2 separate regions of the Urocitellus parryii genome follow, and region 1 is linked to region 2. The links are chromatin contacts, called in public Hi-C maps. All regions are on one chromosome and are shown on one strand. Each heading gives the region's core, a stretch centred on a gene start, on an enhancer-like site or on the middle of the called end of the contact. The rest is flanking DNA. Distances are from core to core; before and after follow the strand shown. Region 1 holds the start of Zfhx4 (zinc finger homeobox 4). Region 2 holds the start of Pex2 (peroxisomal biogenesis factor 2).

The links. Hi-C and Micro-C count contacts between places; a contact is called where the count stands out from the background.
Region 1: a Hi-C map of muscle shows a contact between it and region 2, with 5 times the contacts expected there. The contact joins the promoter of Zfhx4 here to the promoter of Pex2 in region 2. A contact is called at or near these places in 2 of 2 Hi-C or Micro-C datasets (liver and muscle).

The regions. Positions count from the first base shown.
Region 1 is chr7:55,370,317-55,374,069 of mUroPar1.hap1, forward strand. Zfhx4 (zinc finger homeobox 4) reads right to left here and starts at 1,945. Exons shown (of 11, transcript XM_026383024.2): 1 at 1,841-1,945. LOC144255754 (a long non-coding RNA gene) reads left to right here. Exons shown (of 4, transcript XR_013343921.1): 2 at 216-360; 3 at 502-631; 4 at 967-1,139.
Region 2 is chr7:55,075,430-55,079,194 of mUroPar1.hap1, forward strand. It overlaps Pex2 (peroxisomal biogenesis factor 2), which reads left to right and starts at 1,605. Exons shown (of 4, transcript XM_026383996.2): 1 at 1,605-1,844.

The DNA.
Region 1 (3,753 bases), core at 695-3,194, 300 kb after region 2:
GGGGGGGGGAGGTTGTTGTTGTGTGTGTGCTTTTTTTTTTTGGAAGGGGGGAGGGGAAAGGCAAGGTGGGGGCGGAGGTGTAGGGGGGAGAAGGGAGAATGTGTGTGTGTGTGTGTCTGTGAGCGTGTGTTGAGTGTGTGTGTGTCCCTGTGTGTGTAGGGGTCGGGGTGGGGGGGGGGTCCGTGTTTGCGATCTGAACCTTTGGTACCTACAAGGAGGGTGTCTCACGGAACGGTAGCTAAAACCTCACCAGAACCGCGCGGAAGTGAGGAGTCGCGGCCAAAGGCGCTCGCTGGAGCCTTCTTTCTGGGCCGGACCCCAACCCAAGCAGCCGAACGGAGCCCCCCGCCCGGATCGCAGGTAACAAAAGAAATACAAACCAGTACACCGTCTTCTGGGGGAAGGGGGACAGGATGGGGAACCTTCTGTAACTTGGTCATCGGCAGAGAAACTTTATACAATTCCATGAGAAATTTTATTATTATTTTTTTTTTCCGACAGAGGAAAAAAAGCAGAAAGAATAGGGTGGGGGTGTAGAAGTAGAAAAAGGCGAGACTCGGCGCATTCCAGCCCCTCTTCTTTTAGCTGCTCCGGCCGGAAGGCGCGCTTGGTGCCGGCAGAAGCGAAGGAGGTGAAGTTCATTTGTAGACATGGAACCCTTTGGGGGGGGGCGGGGGAGCCCAGGGAATGAATCAGTTCTCACAGCCCCTTAATACACACACACACACACACACACACACACACACACACTCACTCACTCTCGCGCACATGCACCCCTTGCCCTTTGCCAAAAAAAAAAAAAAAAGAAAGGAAAAGATTCTTAATCCCAAACCTCGAGCGTCTACCCTTTGGTCTAACGCACACCCAGCGACGAACTCGCCCCTAGCGAGCTGCCGCAGCCTGCCGGGCCCCCAGCCCCGAGGCCGGGCGATCCCGCCTCCTAACGGACCTGCCTTCCGTTTGCAGGCGTCCGCTCAGCCTAGAGCAACCCTCCGCGGAGCCCGCCGCCTCCTGCTCCAGCAGGCGGGTGTCTACCTGCAGCCTCTGCCCTAGCCCTAGCGCCTACCCCAGCTTCTTGGAACCCTCTGCCCGGTGCAGACGAATCCCAGGGCCTCCGTCAGCCCCGAGCATTAAGTGCCTTTCGGGCAACTTAAGAAGAGGGGGAGGGTGGGCGGGTAAAAGAAGGAAGAAAAAAAAGAGGCTGAATAAGGAAAGGGAGAGGGTAAATTAGAGGCGGGGGGGGGGAGGCTTCAATCCCCACCAACCAACATCCAAACTTTCGGAGGATGGGAGTAGAGGAAGAGTCGTTCCGATTGAGGTGAAGGGGCGTGGGGCAAGCGGGGATCCCGGGCAGTACCCGCGCGGTTGTGGAGCTGACAGCTTCCCCAAGCCACCAGAATGCCCCAAGCTCACGGTGAAGGCAGAACGCGAAAAGACAGGAAAAAGGAGAGAAAACCGCTCGGCCAAACGTGGATAATCTGCCACTTAATCCAAAAGTTAAATCCCGAAAAATCATCCCCCCCCCCCCAAAAAAAAAGTGGAAAATCAGGTCCCTTAGTGCCCTTTCCCTCCCTCGGCAGAGAAAATCCTTGAGCCAAATAAAGGGGGAAAAGAGATAGAAAAGGGGGGCAGAGCGGAAGAGATGGTCGGGATGAAGGGATGTGTGCGAGAGCAAGCAAGAGCAAGCGAGCTAGGGGCAGAGAGGGAGAGAGGCGGAGAGGGAGAGGGAGAGAGAGGGAGCGAAATATCAAAGATTGTGCAAGATCAGGCTGGAAAGATAATCGATACTCGACCTAAATTTAACACAAACTACTCAATAAAAGTTAAAGAAAAAACTTACTTTCCATTTCCCCTGCAGTTCCTACTCGATCTTCGCCTCTTTTTTGTTTTGCTTTTATTTTACTTACAGCTGATCACATCCAAGTAAAACGAGAGGGTTCATTAAAAAAAATAAAAAAAAAAATAAAAAAATAATCCTCGAACTTTATTGGGTGAAAATAAAAACGCTGGAGCAGAAAGTGGGGGGCATGGAGCGGTCCTCGGGGGTCCGGGAGGAGTTAAAGCATGTGCCGACCGCGGTCTCGCTGTTTGGTTGTGAAGGGGTTGGGAAAAGGAGGAAAGGAAATGAAAATCCGATATGTCTTTATTCTGCTAATTATTATCGTTTTAGCCCTGTTTAAAAAAATGGCTGATTAAGTTGAGTGCGCATGTCTTTGTGTGTCTATTCCCGATATGCACTCTGGGAATGAGAGAGGAGAGCGAGGGAGAGGGAGAGGGAGAGGGGGGAGAGAGAGGTGTAATTAGTGAGGTGATCAACATTCCCCAGACTGCAAATGACGCGCAGCCGGGACTCAGAGCAGCCCCGGAGCCTCGCGACTTCCAAGGCTCCGAGCGCTGCGGCTGGAGCCCGGGACAAGGCGACCGTGGAAAGGGCAAGGGATGGGGACCTCCGGGGCTCGCACCCCACGCGCCCCTACGCGCAACTCCCAAACTTCATTACACACACACACACACACACACCACCACCACCACTACCACCACCACACCAAGGAGAGAGGAATATAAAACAAATACTGCCTAAGCAATACCCTTTAACCATTTGAGATTTTTTTTTTTAATTTTAATGAGGCAAAGTAATTACTATCCGACCACAGATTTGTTTACTAGGGAGCTTTAAGCAGAAATATGAGTTAGGGTAATGAAGAGCTTTTCTCTGCCTAGTTTATTCAACTACGCACATGAACGCACTTTAATGGCGAAATGCAGGGGCCTAAGCAAATATGCAGATGTATGTAAATAAAGGGTGCCTGGCTGTGTGCAAACACTGCTCAGCCCAGTCTATTTCAAAGGAAGAATTGCACTCTGGATCCGCAGGCATTCTATTTAAACACGTCTCTTCGCTTGCAGACGCAGGAGAGAAAACCCAGGGCAAGGGAGATGGAAGTGGTTAGTTTAGTCAAAGTAAACTTCCAAATGAGAATAAGTGATGGTTGCAAGGGTGATACTATGGATACAGTTCTAGCCTTTATGTAATATTCTTGAATATTTTATCAGAATTGCATAAGTTCAATGTAATAGCTTTAAGAAGACTTAGGGAAAAAAACCTTTCATCTTTCGAGTCTGTTGAGTTATCTTTCTTGAAGCACATTATGATGAATTTTAAAACCCCACTACAGATCTCATTAGAATGAAATATACTTGGTATTTTCTGGTGCAAAATTTAAGGTGGCTGATTCTCATTTGAAAATCTAATTATCTCTTTCCAATATTACAGATGTGAATATGAGTGACACTTTCATTAAAAGATAATTAACTAAAACTCGGAATAGGCGTACTTTTAAATACCCCCTACTGTATATGGTGTGTGTGTGTGTGTGCCTGTATGTGTGTATATATAGGTGTATGTTTTGCTACTCAGTGTCTAGATACACTACTCACTACACCAGAGGTCACAAGTAGGCACCATTTATGTAATATTTCAAAAATAAGAATTGTAGAAAGAAGGAAAGAGTAACAAATCAAATGAGCTGAAAACAGGAAATACTTGCAATGTCCAGCTTCCTGGACAGGTGAGGCATCAGCTGCTTTTGAGTTGACAGGCCTTTGAAATTCTGGATTGCCAGGATCTGCTTCAAAACCTTGTCTTAGGCCTTAAGTGACAAATCTACCAAATACCAACAGAACGGTTTATGGCACAAATACTTGGAACTACAGAGACTGCAAACATGTATTTTTCTGGGCCTAAAAATCTTG
Region 2 (3,765 bases), core at 355-2,854:
TGACCTATACAAAGCTTCATGAACTAGAACTGCTCTCTGAAAATGTAATCTATGCCAGTCTTCTCTCCCCTCCAACAAAAATTTAGTTAAGTACAGTACTTCTGGGAGTTATTCTGGAAGTGCCACATAGCTGCCCACTTTGCAACTGTTAAGTGAAAGACTTTAGTCATCTTCAAAGAGAATTTCTTACTCTCTAGAACATAAGTATCCGTATAAAAATTATGGAAATTGCATGATTTTAAATTTTTCAAAGCACTCTCATTTCAACATATAATCAATATAAAATTAAAGAATATTTTACATTCTTTATTTTCTTCCTCCATACCTTGTCTTAAAAAAAAACCTGGGCATATTTTACACTTAGAACAGACCTCACTTAAGACTAACCCCATGTGGTTAATGGCTACCATACTGAACAGCTGCAGTCTAGAAAACCTCTGCTATACCTAAGTGAGCTACAAACCCTATCAACTTGTACTCTCCACTCCATCTCATTTGTACTCTAGGTTTACATGGTGGAAAAGACTTTGATTCATTAATTGAAGTAGTTATCATCCTCTATCCAGGCCAATTCTCTGCCCCTCCCCACTAAATGTCCTTAACATACAAAAGGCAACATTCCAGGTATAATGATGTCAAATTGTGTGATCTTTAATATAAAAATGAATTTAGACAGTATTGGTGTTCATGCGTACATTTTATCTTTTCATGTTTCATACATGGAGTAACATCTGTTCCATAGAATAATTCCTGAAATAAAATACAAGTCAAAAAATTTAAAAAAGCAAAAATGAAAAAGCACTTCTGTAACACTACTTTCAGAGGATAAGTTCTCAGTGTTTAACAATAGACTCCTGGTAAGACTGAGCGCGCTCTCCTAAGGGGTTTGTGACAAGAACTAAGAGGTTCTTAAAACCTACTACATGCAGGAAATCTTTACTTCTTAAACTACTCTATTTCGTTCAAACTTTGGCGCTTCCCAAAGCGGGCTGCACAGAACTGCCTCATGGGCGCTCTTCCTACGGACCCCTCTCTGAAATTCTGACTCGATGCCCTGGGGTAGGCGGGCTCCTAAGAGCTGATGGGAAGAACTGAGAGGGGGCCTGGCCCAAGTGACCACTACCCTGAATTTACCGGCCCCTCGGGCGCATCTCTGCACGGCGGTCGACCTGCCTTCTGGAGCCAGCAGACGTCAACGCCACCAAGCCCGCGGTAAAGGTTTGTCTGCACGCACCGCCCTACAGTCCTAGTCCGGACACAGCCACCCAGCCCAAGGGTTCCCGCCTCACGAGGTCGTCCCGCAGCAGGCCGCTCAGGGCGAACAAGGAGACCCGAGTTGTGGAGGCACCTCACCGCCACCCGGCGGCGCTTCTCCGGCCGCCCGCTGTGGCGGCTGCCCGCAGCTAAAGCCCTGCCCCCGAGAGCCCCAGCTTCCCGGCGGCCCCTGGACACTGTAACCTCTTCACGCCCGGCCCCCGACCCGGGGCTGACCGGTTCGTGACTTTTCTGCCAATCAGAGACGTTTTCTCCAACCAATCACAGTGCGCGAGGTGTCCTCTTCGGCCCTTCGGTCCTTCGGCTCTTCGGCCCTTCGGCTCCTGCGAGTTCTCTGTGTCGGGGCCCTCTAGGGCCTTCTGCACTGCTCTAAAGCGTAGTGCTCACTGGTGGTGTTATTTCCTTTTTTTTTTTTTTTTCCCCAGCCACTTCCGGGTCCTGCGTCGCTCCGGAAGCCCGCGAGTTCCGGAAGCCCGGGTAACCCACATTCTGCTAGGAAAAAGCCAAGCTTTCCAGAGTATGTTTCAGAAAAAGTTACGTGGAGCGTGGGCGTTTCGCACACTCCTAAGGTCAGTGTCTGCCCGAGAGCGCTCGAGTGCAAACCTGAGGTCCTGCGTACAGCCGGGAGGTCTTGGAGTTTCACGGCCTTGTAATTCTCGCCCTTTGCTTCAGTTTCCCTGTTTATTGTCTTCCTGGAAGAGGCAAATCAAAGTGTCTTGATTTCGGGAAACACTGTAAAGCAATTACAAACGCCTACAGATGTTCTTAGGTTTGCGCCATTGAGGGCGGGGGAACACGCAGCTAGAATTGAACCCCTCTGCGTTCCACGAATTGCCGTTTTTAGAGACGGACTTAGACGTGTTTTCCTCGTGAAAAGATTTACTTCTTATCAAAGTCTTTCTAAGAATCATCCAGGATCGAAGCGTTCAGTAAAACCCGAGGGTTCATATAAAGGGTTACATGTGATACAAAAAAATTGAGTAACTAAAGTGAAAACCCATTTGCTTAAAAGTTTTGGTTTCCTTATGGGAGGAGATACTGAGAATTTTCTTATAAAATTTCGGAGTTGATTCTATTTCTTGTTGATTCCTTATCAGGAATGTGAAAATCATGAGCATTTTCCTTTGAGTCTTTAAAAGTCATTGTTTGCGTATTTAGTTAGGGACCATTTTCTGTACACGCAACATTTTAGTAAAAGGCTTTTCACAGAATGAGACCTGGTAGTTGAAAGTTCAAGCCTAACGTGTTTTTTGTATTCTGTGGTGTCCCTTGCAAATTTTTATGTAGACAATTTTTAGCCATTACAAGGAGACTGAGGCTCCCTCCACCACAATTTCTAACTAACCACCTACTTGTATGTTAAACTACTCTGGTCTTGCCAATAATATCAGTTACTTGTGTCCAGATAGAGTTCAGTGATCTTGAGGCCTTTGAAAGAAGGGAGATAGTGAAATTACTGAACGTAAAGAAGAAGCTCTATTTTATTTATTTATTTATTTATTCTTTAAAAAGAAAATAAAAGTGTTGGAACATAGAATACTAAACAAAGTCAGGCGATTTGGGTTCTAGTCCCTATTCTGGTTTGCCTTTGTCGAACTTTACCGCTTCAACTTTTATTCTCTTCATTTTTAGAAGTTAGAAATAGCTCTGTGGGCTTAAAATTGTTTCATAAAAAAATTCTGTAGAAAGATCCTGGAGCCATGCAGAACAGAGACAAAGCAAGCCAAGTGTCAGCTGTATATTAACAAGAGCAGCTATTTATGTGTTCTGTTTTTATAACAGGGTTCCTGTTTAAAATAATTTATTCATATCTTTTTAAATTTTTTTTTGTTTTTAATTGTAGATGGACACAATATCTTGATTTATTTATTTCTATGTGGTGCTGAGGATCAAACCCAGTGGCTCAAAGGTGCAGCAGGTGCTCTACCACTGAACTTCAGCCCCAGTGCTTAATTTATATATTAGGCTAAATGATCTGCCTTTCCTTCTAGCATTGAAATTCTTTTTTCTTAGGACAGTTGTTCATTTGTATTCGACATACATTCATTTGATTATTAAAGTTTTCTAAATTCTGTATTGGTGCTCATAATAATCCTTGCAATAAGGAGCACAAGTATTTTCCATTTTACATATTCAGTATGAACCTTACAATATGTTAGTGGACTTGCCCATTGTGACATGTTTAGTAAAGTTGTAGCCCCATCTTTTCCTCACAGCATCATGTAATTTTAAAGTTTCTTCTCCTCTTGCCCATAAACCTTGTGTTCAGATTCCTATAGCACAAGAAAAGTGTGTACTATGTACATAGTCTGTTTCCAGACAAAAGTTCTACTCTCAGTTGCTTCCTTTTTTCTTCTCTTGATGACCTAGGTTGGACAACCAAGAAATAAATTGCATGTTCTCTTGATCTTTTTCATGTGAAGTGATAGTAGTTTCTAAGCATTCTGTGTCTCTCTTCCACTCATTAAAATGTAGAAGCCTTAGGAGAAA